3 separate regions of the Zea mays genome follow, and regions 2 and 3 are each linked to region 1. A link is a contact called in public Hi-C data. All regions are on one chromosome and are shown on one strand. The core of a region is the stretch at or near the end of the contact, and the rest is flanking DNA. Distances in the headings are between cores, read along the strand shown.

Region 1 (4,018 bases), core at 772-3,271:
AGTCGGGGGCAAATTTCTGGCTTGGTTAAAAAAATTCCCTCGTTGTACGCCGCCCGCTCCCGGGTTACGTCTTGCGCGCCTCCCTCCGGCTGGATCGTCGCAGAGTGGGCAGTGACAGCCCGCTAGTGATGAGCCAGGGTTCAGGGATTTTCTCAGCCAGGACCATGTTTCGGTCTCTTCTTAATATAATACCGGGAGAGCGGTCTTTCTCTCCCCGGACGAGTTTTTTATAGTACAACTCACTTGATAAAAATGTTACTTAACAACCTTTTTTCTCAAAGTAGCAGAATTCTAGGAGGTTATGAATAGTATGTATTTGTCGACAACAAACAATATAATATGACACCAAATTATCGGCAACAAATCACATGTGATGGAGCGATAAAGAATAGTAACGTGCTAAATCACCTGGCAGTGAACAAGTATTTGAAACATTTTTGCCACATCAACAATTTCAGTAGCGGTTGTAGCTATTTTCACGATATCAGCCCCCGTTGCTTGAATCTGAGCCACCAAATTTGCAAGTTCCTCGGACGATGGAGTGGTCTCATAGTTGTGGGATGAAACTATAAGTTTACAGTTATCAGGTTTCCTCCCAGAAATAAGTTTCATAAATTTGTCAGCCACCTGCACAATACAATTCAGTGATCAACTCCAGACTCACCCTCACTAATTTAAAGGACAGGGCTAATTGACACTACCAGTACATAAATAGCGAGCTTCTTTTACTAATATTGTAGTACATATTTTATATCATTACTTTTTTTCAAGTAGTTATCATGGTTATGAGAAGAATATTATTGTAAATGATACATGATAACTAATCAAGCTTCACAATTGATCGGCTCTGACAAGGATCCAAATCAGTGGCAGTGTCACTTAGGGTGTCTCCAACAGTATGAGCTAGCACTAGATCTAATTTCTAAGCTGATAAATATGGAGGGCAAAGAGACCACAGCAAGCAACCTTCAAAATCACGCTGTGAGAAATGGATACATCGTGAAATGTGCAAGATTATGTCTTGAGTCCGTGCTAGTCTCTTGCTTTTCTGCACTATGCACTATTCAGTGATTAAAAAATTGATTCCCTGAGCTAGATCATTGGAGACGCCCTTACTGTTGAAAGTTGCAAGAATATCAAATTCTCACATACTTAATGAACTAGTATTGCACTACATCCAGATTACAAGATTATATTCATCGACACTGAGCCACGAAGAAGGTCTTGTCTCGGTTTATCTTTTCCTTCGACCCTACTCAAGTGAGAGCCTATAGCCTTGGGTTTATCCTTAGAGGCTTAGACAATAAGCCACAAAGAACAGCAGTGCAATAAAATATTGACTTGATGAAGTGAAAAATAGGGAAGGACCCAACCTTAAGCTCGACATCCACATATTCAGCTCCCAGCTCCATTGCCAATAGCAGAGCCTCAAACCGTGATTCGTCATCGCCTTCGTATTCGCCTCCTTCCCACTTGGGCCTGTGCAACAAAAATCAAGCAACAGTCACTTAGCTTAGTAACACTAACAGTTTAAATGTTGATACCAAAACTAGCCCCCATTTTGCTCCACTGAATTATGCTAAACATCTAAACTAAACCTCTGGAATTGCCTATCGAATCTGGAACCGGAATGCGCCAAAAAGGTGTCTCCGAGAAGGAAGAACCTAATCCCCCGCACGCCCACCAACCCTGTGGCAGGGAAACCAGGCGCTGACGAAACGAACTCACCTGTAGGTGACGAGGGCGGGGAGCGGGCGGGGCTTGGCGAGGATGACGGGCAGGTCCCTGCGCGGCGCGAACCCGGCGAGGCAGTCGAGGCGAAGCTCCGCCACGTCAGCGCCGAGCGCGGCGGCGGCGGCCAGCTCCGCCGCCATCTCCCGCGGCGCCCGCGCCGTCGCCGGCACGCAGACCATCGTCCGCGGCCGCGTGACCGCCGCGGCGGGCGGGGACACCGCCGAAACTGACATCGCCGTCGCCATCGGGGAAAGCCGGCGGCTTTGCGTCGGGTTGGTGCCTTGGTGGGAGGAAGAGTGGAGGTTTTGGTTGGTGGTAGTACTGGTGGAGGTGGACTATCGTTCGCACTGCTGGGCGGCGGAATACGACGTGGCCCGTCTTGACTGGTTTGGGTTGTAGGTGCACGGAACACATGGGCACGGCGTCGAAATGCGCGATGAAATGGTCAAAAAGATCCTAAATTCTGCGATGAAACCGAAGTGGTTCGTCAATTTCTCGGAGGAATTACCCAGAAGTAAAAAAAAAATGTCTGTTCTTTAGCAGCGCAGCAACTTGCAAAATCTTTGACAACATTTTGTTTATACGGCTAAAATGCAAAATCTTTGACAACATTTTTGTTCTGTGTTTGTCAGTTAGAATAAAGTCATTCTATTTTTGTTTGATTTTAGAGTAGAGTAAAATGGAGTGGTTTAATTCTATGTTTGGTTCTATATTGAAATAGAATGTGACGACTCTATGTGTTTAGTTGATGAGTGCAACTAGATAATTTTCTAACATCATACATTCATACAACCATTTATTATATCTTAAAATGACAATTATAAATAAAGATTATGAGATGTATAAACATGACGCATCTATACAACCATCAGAGTTAATCGCAGAAGGGGCATAGAAAAGGACCAAGAATTGGGCAGAGTGCTGGTTTGCTCGACCAAGAAATTTGTATTCTAAATGAGCTAATCGCAGAAGGAATACATATGGAGGTCTGCTCTGTCGGTGCCACCAAATCACCAAAGGACGAAAAAGAACGGGGCCATGAGCCCATGCGAAGACACAACGGCTCTTTTGTTTCAGCTTTTTTTTAACTTGTGTCAACTAGAATCTACTACGGACAGTCAAATACTCAGATTTTCAGCACTGTTTTATAAGAATCGATTCGATAAAAATCATTTAAAGTTAACGTGAACAGAGAATTTATCAAATCGTTGCACTTTCAAGACCCTGAGCCTTATGAACATCTTTATCTTTTTTCGCACGTAATCCTCACAATACTTAGATTCTTCCCATAGCTACATTCTCCTCATAGCTAGATTGTCAAAAAAGCTGATCAGAAAAAAACTAAACCTAATAGGGCCAACATCTCCTGGTGGTTTGCTCAGCAAGGAAAATAGCCTCGATTTCGTTTCTCTCCGTGATTTGCTCGCCAAAGGAAAAAAGCTGCTCCAGGAATATTCTGCTTTTGAAAAAGACAAAATACTGCTCTCCTTAGTGGATAGGCTGAAAACCAGCGAAGCCAAGCTTAACGCACAAGCCAAAGCTTACAAAGCCGAGGTTGAAGATTTTAAAAAAAAGCTTGCCGAAATGAATGAAAATTTTGAACTTGCGAAGGCTAAGCAAGAAATAAGTGAAATGGAAAGAGTCAGAGTGCAGAAGAACATTGAAGAACTTCGGGATTCCAAGGAAAAATGCTACGAAGTATCCATGAAATGCACGAAGAAACTGAAAGATAGCTTTGCAAACGTGGGAGCTTATTCTTCGGAGCAGAAATTTATTCGTGGTGATCCCGAAGGTGTTGTCCAGTGGATAGGCGAAGAGGCTGAAGCTTTTGATGAGATACTTAGCGATTGTGGGGATTTTTGTGCTTTTGCCGGTGCCCGAGGGGCCGCGGCAATTTTAGAAAAAGCCGGTGTGAACATGTTAAGGTCGTAGCCCAGGTAGAATCCATTCTCTCAGTTGATGACACTAGAGACCCTTCGACTGAGGCCTCTACATTGGGCGGTAAATTCTACTTCGATGTGTGGATGAAGGGTGGTCGTGAGATGACTGATGAAGCCATTAAAAAGAACGAGAAAGAATCTCACGACGCCCGAGAAGAAGTTAAGCAAGCTGAAGAATCTGCTGAACGCGTCATGATTATAGGTATTTTTATTTAAAACTTTTTGCTTCGTTGTTCGTTTCTAGCTTCGAAATTTACCATCATATACTTTATTACAGCCGGCCTTTCTCCACCACCGGAGCCATACAACCCCGAAGCTGACCCGGTCATGAAAGAAGCTTTGGA
Region 2 (4,032 bases), core at 1,058-3,557, 340 kb after region 1:
TGGGGAAGAGAAAAGAATATGTTGGAGACGTCGAGAGATGAGTTTTCACCTAAAAACACTTTTGTGTTGTTTTCAGTGATTTGATGGAGTTGCTATTAGGCCTCCTTCTAATTTGTATATTCTCTACTACTATTTAAGACTATAGTGTAGGCGTTCATGGTGCACGGTTCTGCCCCCTCCCCACACCCCGTGCCAAGGGCAAGGACGACGATTTGGCAAAGTCCACCAAGGTTTCCAAGATGGGCGCCAAATCTGAGGCTGTCGTCGCGGCTGGGAAGGCGAAGAAACCGCCGGCGGCCAATTCGACCGCGGATGCCGGTGCCAAGCCGACCAAATCAGGCAAGAAGGCACCGGTGATTGCCGACGCCAAGGCAAAAGCCAATGCGACCGTCGTCAGCAAGGAGTCGGCGGCGGAGGTTGAGGTTGAGGAGGACGTGGTGTTGACCAAGCAGGCAGAGGAAGGCTCCGACGACCACATCTCCGAGTTCTGGGACCTGCCTAGTCGGCTGCAAGAGACGCTGATGCCGGACCTGGCGCGCCTCTAGCAGCACTTGAAGGCGTACCTGTCCGCGGTGAACGCTGGGATCACCGACGGCGTGCGCCCGATCCTCGGCGGCCGGTGGGCGGCGGTGCTGCTGCCGCTCTTCATGCTCACCGTGCTGGTGTGGCGCATGGGCCCGTACCTGCCGCTCCTCCACCACGTGCTGCTGCTGGAGCAGGCATACCTCGCCATCTACTCTGCGACGCTCGCGCTCACCGCGACCGCCACGGGGCTGGAGCCGCCGCGCTTCATCCACGCGGCCTCCCCCGCCGCCTACGCCTGGACGCATGCTGCACAGTCACTCGACTTCATGGCCTACCTCGTGCTCCAGATGGTGGACCTCGTCGTCGTCTTCTCGGGCACCACCTCCCCTGAGGACGACGACAACGGGACGCCGCCAAGGCCCTCGGGCTCGCGCAGATGGTGGTCAGCCTCGCCGCCGGCGTGCACTGCTATGTCGCCATCTTCCACCGCGCCGCGGCAGGGGCCGCACCCCGCGCCAACTGGCGCGTGTACGCCGTGTACGCGGCCTGCTTCGCAATCGTGTGCGCATGCACACGCGCCGAGAGGAGGAAGAAGGCCTACCTTGCGGGCACCGACCGCGTCGCCGAGGAGTGGAAGAAGAGCTGAGCTGATCGCGTCGGGAACAGAGAGAGAACTTCTCTGGGAGAAAAAAAATCCCAATACGGTGGTCGGTGGAAGCCCAACTGCCCATGTGCATGAAGGTAACCCAGAATTTAGGAATAAAAAGAGGGTAAAAAAGTAAAAGAATATGGAAGCAAGTTGTGATTTTCCTTTTTTTTTCTTCCCTTTTCTACATTTATTATTTATATAACATGTTCCCCTTCAATGCATCAATAGGATGTTTGGCCGAGGAACACATCATTTTCTTACTCCTCATCTTGCTCATCAACCATGGTTGTTCTTTTTTCCTACTTTTCGCGCTCGCACAGTTCGACTACCTCATCCCACCAATGGGGATGGACAAATGCAGCGCGAATAGACAATTGTAGCACGAACAGCATGGACAGCGACAACGTACACAAGGCGGGCATGGTGATGAATGGGTTGCCCATCAGTGTGTACGCATCAGAGACATTGGGGTGTGCGGCGGCCATGTCCACAGACGGTTGATGAGCAAGATGCTCGGGCGCATTCGGGATTCACCGCTGATCAGGTTCAACACATACACATGCGGCACGTGTGCCGCGTCAGGCACGCTCAAGTGGGACATGACCACTGTCATGGAGTACAAGGGCCTACCCCTGCAGCAGGTCGTCGACTACTATGTCAGGGGCACGGTGCAGAATATCCAAAGACAACTATTATCAATAATTAGCCAATATAAACTATTTACAAATCTTTACTAATGTTTATAAAATAGCATATCCCTATATCATTGTGTTTAGGAAAAATGGTGTATTAGTATTGACACATCGCGTATCCATAGGAAATCTCGTAATTGATTAATAACATCTTGTTGACCACATGTGTAGATATTAGACAATATATGTGTTTTATATATGAACATGTATGGTGTTTAGTTGCTTCTTCTACTTTGTTCTAATTGATGAATAAAAAATGAATGGGTCTTTTCTCCTTTTCTTCCTGTCGAGAGAGCACATCTCATAAAGTGATCTAAAATTAATTACTACTAATACTTTTATCAGCGGTGTTCGTATATCGTCACAACGCACGGACAACTGACTAGTAATAATAATAAGATAAGCGGAAGAAAAAAAAAAAGGTATTTCATTTGAGACTTTGAGTACAACCGCGGGGGGCGGAAGCAGGCAAGCTGCACGCAGCCTTTCTCATAGTTTGTTTTGTCCCGTTGTGAGGACCTAACAGAGCGGCGAGCTTGACCAGTTTCCCAAAGCAAGCGACTCCTCCGGTCTCCCACCTCTGCAGCTGCCCCCCAACAGCCCAGCTGCAGCTTCCATTCCTGGCTAACCACCACCAACCCAAAGCAGCTGCTGCGGCACTTTGGTCACGTGCCCACTGCACACCTGACACCAACATGGCCGCCATGTCACGCCACCACCACGACCCGCTTCTTGTCTTGTCTTCTCTTCTCTCTTCCCTGCCAAGACAAAGATCAAACGAACCCACGCGTCCCCTTCCCTCTCGTGTCGTGCAGAAGCAGAAACCCACCCGTCGTTCCGCCATGGCTGGAGAAGGAGGAGGACGGCTTCCGCTCGACCTGTCCCTGGCCACCGCGGGGCCGTCGGCTGGCGAGCGGCGGCCGAGGGCGCGGCCGAACCGGCGCACCCTGTCCTCGCTCTATGCTGAGCTGGGCGCGATGCTCCCCAACCTCCCCATCGACCGGGTGAGTCCCTGCCCCCGACGGCCCTGCTTCTTGCCTATTCACCATTTGTGTGTTTTGTTTGACGTCGTTTCCTGCCAAAACCGTCGACGGCGCGCGCAGCCGGCGAGCAAGGAGGAGATCGTGGACGCCGCGGCGGCGCGCGTGAAGGTCCTGGAGGACACGGTGGCCGTGCTGGAGACGTACCACTCGGTGCGCAGCCCCCTCCACGGGGCCGGCGCCGGCGCCGGCGCCGCTGCTGCCCGGCGGCCCGAGGTGTCCGTGGCCGTCGGCGCGGTGTGCTTCTGCGCGCGGCTGCCGGCGCGGAGCCCCGGCTCGCTGACGCGCGTGCTGGAGGCGTTCCACCGCCGCGGGGTGGAGGTCCTCGTGGCCACGGTGGGGCCTCACGGCCACGGCGGCGCCGCCGTGGTCACGGTCACCGCTGCCGCCGCGCCGCCCGAGGTCCTGCAGATGATCAGGGCCGACATCACCGGCATCTGCTGATCCATGGGTAATCAATGGCTTCTGCTGCTCGCGGCGATTGCACCTTTTGCTACCTCTCATCCGACGGCCATGGCCTCCAACTTTTTTTTTGGTACGAAATCAGCTAGATAGGTGAAATGGCTAGTGCTGTAATAACACCGGCAAAAGCAGACATTTCCGATTCTGTAGCTTCAATCTGCGGCGCCAGCGTTATCCAACGATAGAGATGTTCTTGTTTCCGTATCTTTTGGCATCTTTTATTTGCATTTAACGAAATGCAATGTGTCAGGTTGATATTAGCAAGGATTTTGAACTCCGATCTCATGGTTAGAAGAACAGGTCCGTCTGCTACAAGCTATCTTGATGATGATAGAGTATGACTGATCTAACGAATACCATTTCTTAAAAAAATGAGCAAATTTGATAGAACTCGTTCTCTAACTGTAGCTGACAATGAGATGGGGCAATGCTGCTGCTAGTTGCTCACCAAAGGGTGAAAGGATAGCAAAACATTCCCCAACAAAATTCCCCCGTCTCAATTTATAACTCGTTTGTCTTTTTTGCCAAATTTGACTTGTCCAATTTGTTTTGAAAATAATGAAACTTCAAAACCATATTTAAAGTATATTATATACTAAACAATATCACAGTAATACTAATTATGAATTTTTTTAAGTAAGATCGGTCAGTCAAATTTAATATA
Region 3 (3,810 bases), core at 725-3,224, 440 kb before region 1:
CTGAAACAGAACAAGAATAAAATCAAACTATATATGGACGATGCATAGGCTAGGTTAGTGCTCCACAGAAGCAGTAGGCAAACCCATCCCCATAGCCGACCGGATGGATCAAACAGAAGGAAAGATTCAGGTTTGACTGCTCACGGCAAATAAGAGACCATACGGAAAAATCGAACAATCTAAACGAGTTAGGGCTTACCGGCAGATCTGAACAGATCCCCACTCAGCGCCATCCTGGCAGAAGAAATGGGGCAAGGAGGAACACCTGCCAAGTGAGTGAGTGAGTGAGTGAGTGAGAGGGGTAAGGGGTGAGAGGGGGGATGGATGCCGGCAGGGAGGAGGCTATGAATGTGTTGTCCAGTGGAAGGGGGTGTCGCCAGCTACCGAAAAGTTGTTTTCCCCCTTTGGTTGAGAAAATAAGGAGAGTCAAGCAAATCTCCGTCGTTTAATAAGCTGGTGCCTACTCATTTGTGCCAAGACCTATCACAAGGTCTTGTTTTGATCTGATGACACCTAACTTTCCAATACCATGATTTGACAACTACGGCAAGACAATTTGCTTTGGCTCTATGATTTGTTATTACAGCCAGCGTACACAATCAATTGGGCTGTACAGATTTTGTAAACCCAATTTATTGAAGTTGGACTTTACTCCCATAATTTAGGACTTCATAAATTTTTAGTTTACACCAAAATCCAACGGTTTAAAACCAAACCAAATACCAGGATACCCAAGAAGCAAGATAATTTATTTGGGAAACCTAGATTCCAAAAATATTTACTTATTTAGTAAAAAAATAGAACCTCGATTTTGTCATATCTATTATTTTTTAATGCATAAATGATAAAACATCTAGTGGAGAGTTCTTTCGTCTCAAAACTTCACCAAAAAAATGATTTTTTGCTGCCGCACACTAAACTAGAAACATTGAATCGTGGATATTGATGCAAGTGTTGCTGCCAAATCATGAGCCATCCGATAGGAAACTTTAGCGCAGATAACCATTTGAATATGAACCCTTTATGTAAAAAATCCTCTTTTTGTTGGTTACCTAGAACTACATGTAAAGTTGTACTCCTATAAAGCATGTAGACATGGAAGCTTTCGCTTGTACACATTCAAAGCACATCTGTCTCAATTGGAAGTTGAGAAACTGCCCTAATTCCATTTAAAAGCAAAAAAAGGCAGGCTACAATGCATTGATCATTTCAGGTGGAAAGTTTAGTCTTTTCACAGTTAAATAGCAGATAGCACGAACTGAGCCAGTAACATCGTAACAGCAGCAAATAAACCATAGGATTGGAAAAGGTGGAACCCGAACAGATTATTAGTATAGTGTGAAAAAACATACAAAAAAATGAATAGATGCCGCTTTTTAGTCACTATGGATCCTTCATGTAAAAGTTGACACCAAATTGGCCAACCTCACTGGCAGGGGCGTTACAGGGGGCGTGCAAGATAAAATCGAGTGAATTCAATTAAGAGCAAGAAATCAATAACCAGAGTAATTATCTAGTGACTAAATGCATACAAGCATGGCAAGGTAGCAGTACAGCTAAGCGACAACGTACTATGACAGCTAAGCGAACTGAGCCATGGATGACTAAGGACCATGCCCAGCAGCAGCAGGCAAGCAAACAAATCCAACCCCGAACAAATTCGGGGTTGCGGTCGATCGCACACAGGGCATAAAGCGCAGGGCACCCCGCGACCCGGTGGGCGGGCGGGCGGTGGGCCTGGCGTGAGGGGCTTACCGGCGAGTTCCGGCGCATCCCCGCCCGAAGCCGCCATCCCGGCGGCCGACGGGTGGGGTCGGAGGATGGACGGTCTCGCCTGCCAATGGAGCGAGCGTGGTGGGGGGGACGGGCCAACGGCCGGACCAATCCCGTCGAGGCGAGCGGGCGGCGATAGCGTACGTAGGTTGTTAGCGCGCGGCGGCGGAGAGGACTCCACCAAGGGTTTGTGTTTGCTCGATCGAGCGGTGCTGTGCACGCCGGGAAACGACGTCCCAAGTTATTAGCAACTTTGGTTTCGGTCAGATTCTTTTGCCCTTTTTCCTCCCTTTTTTTGACGCGGACGAGAGGTAATCTGACAGATTTGTGGTGCAACTTGCAAGAGGTTGAATTTGCTCGAGAAATGTTAGTCGATTTTGATCGTTCCTTCTTTATATTTCTAAAAAATTCCAATATATTCTATATCTACAGAGGCGGATCCATAGGAGTAAAGTAGATCATGACCTCTCAATTTTATATAACCTCTTATACTTAATGTACACTTATGGTTAAATATAGAAAAAATTATGTTTTGATAGGGGTCTCGTCAGATCAGTCTAGTCCTTCTGACAGCGTCCTTCTCCTCAACCTAGTTCTCGCATCTATCTATTCATCCCTATCCATCCCGACATTGCTCAATCTAGTCCTTTCATATGCCCCCCTTCTCAGTGTCCCTGCCCTTGCTCGTTGTCGTCGCGACGCTGGCCCATCGAGTAGCCCCGATCTCGCTCGCAGTGATGATGCAACCCGTTCCCGGTAGTCGATGAGCTTGGATGAATCAGCGAGCTCTGTCTCTCAACTGAAGACATCGTGTGACCTTGTCCCTTTCTTAGTGCCCCACTTTTTCGAGAGATAGACATTCGATAAGGTACACACGACATTGGTTCGATCAGCAAAAAAATAACGATATGTTTCATAGTTATCTTCTTTAAACTTTTATCATATATGGATATAAAACTTGAATTCAATGCAAAAAATAGTTTTTTATAGTATTACTTAATTTTGTCATGTGGTTTTTTGGCCCCTATAAATTTTGGTCCTGCATCCGCCACTGTATATCTATATCTATTTATACTTATATACATATTATTATATACTATATAATTCACCGGTTTAAAATTTACAAAATTCACTCAATCAAATCACTCCCACACTTGTAACCTTCACTAAATCCACCAATCAAATTACATCCAGACTTAACACATCATCAAAACTAATGATTCAAATAGTTAGATAACACTCTCTCTCTTTTACTTAAATTCAACGGACAATATTTGTCGGTGTTTCGGACCCGGGGGACTCTCAACCGGACCGACTAGTGAATTTTGTGTCGCGTGCCCCTGTCCAGATGGGTTGATGCAAGATGGAACACAAGAGGGGGATGAGGCTTATGTTATCTTGCACCGGGGGTGCTTGCAGTAGGGGTTACAAGCTGAGCGAGGGCGAGAGAGAGAGAGAGAGAGAGGGAGTTCGGCCTTGAGTCGACTGAGTTAGCCTCCTCCGCGTCTCTCCCACTTTTTCTGCATCCGCTCCCCCTTCTCCTTTTGGAAGGCCCTGGACATCCCCTTTTATAGATATAAGAAGATGGTCTAGTTGTACAATGGGGTGTAGCTATGTGCTAACGTGACCGACGGAGAAGCGCTTGAGCCCTGTAGAAGCGTAGATGGCGGTGCGGCATGGATCCTGCTGACGTTTCCTTGCTTCCGTAGAGAGCTTGGGGACTATTGACGTCATGGACGCACGCGGGGAACCATCATTACCTGTTACCGGAGTAATCTAGATGTGACTCCAGTCTTGTTCCTTCGTAGCCTGAGGTGGCTAGCTAGAGGTAGGGTAATGATGTATCCCCTGTAGCGTAGTCGGTCCGAGGCCGAGGTCGGGTGAGGCGGCGACTCCTCCCGAGGCCGAGGTCGGGCGAGGCGGAGAACTTCCCCCGAGGCCGAGGCTGAGACCGAGGCCTGGGGTCGGGTGAGGCGGAGCTCCCTGTTGTGTCCGAGGCCGAACTCGGGAGAGGCCGTGACTTACTGTTGTTAGTCT

Evidence for each region. Hi-C and Micro-C count contacts between places; a contact is called where the count stands out from the background.
Region 2: a contact with region 1 is called in a Hi-C map of bundle sheath, with 4 times the contacts expected there. The contact joins the promoter of LOC100276871 here to the promoter of LOC100191894 in region 1. A contact is called at or near these places in 4 of 25 Hi-C or Micro-C datasets (bundle sheath, ear, endosperm and 1 more).
Region 3: a Hi-C map of endosperm shows a contact between it and region 1, with 3 times the contacts expected there. The contact joins the promoter of LOC100280056 here to the promoter of LOC100191894 in region 1. A contact is called at or near these places in 3 of 25 Hi-C or Micro-C datasets (ear, endosperm and leaf).

What each region holds. Positions count from the first base shown.
Region 1 is chr10:26,252,447-26,256,464 of Zm-B73-REFERENCE-NAM-5.0, reverse strand. It overlaps LOC100191894 (shikimate dehydrogenase 1), which reads right to left and starts at 2,021. Exons shown (of 10, transcript NM_001137318.1): 1 at 1,729-2,021; 2 at 1,374-1,479; 3 at 409-627. The coding sequence starts at 1,979.
Region 2 is chr10:25,916,320-25,920,351 of Zm-B73-REFERENCE-NAM-5.0, reverse strand. It overlaps LOC100276871, which reads left to right and starts at 2,307. Exons shown (of 2, transcript XM_020544992.2): 1 at 2,307-2,870; 2 at 2,970-3,646. The coding sequence starts at 2,562. The coding sequence ends at 3,350. It also overlaps the pseudogene LOC103642351.
Region 3 is chr10:26,694,525-26,698,334 of Zm-B73-REFERENCE-NAM-5.0, reverse strand. It overlaps LOC100280056 (VIN3-like protein 1), which reads right to left and starts at 1,974. Exons shown (of 4, transcript NM_001152996.1): 1 at 1,756-1,974. The coding sequence starts at 1,792.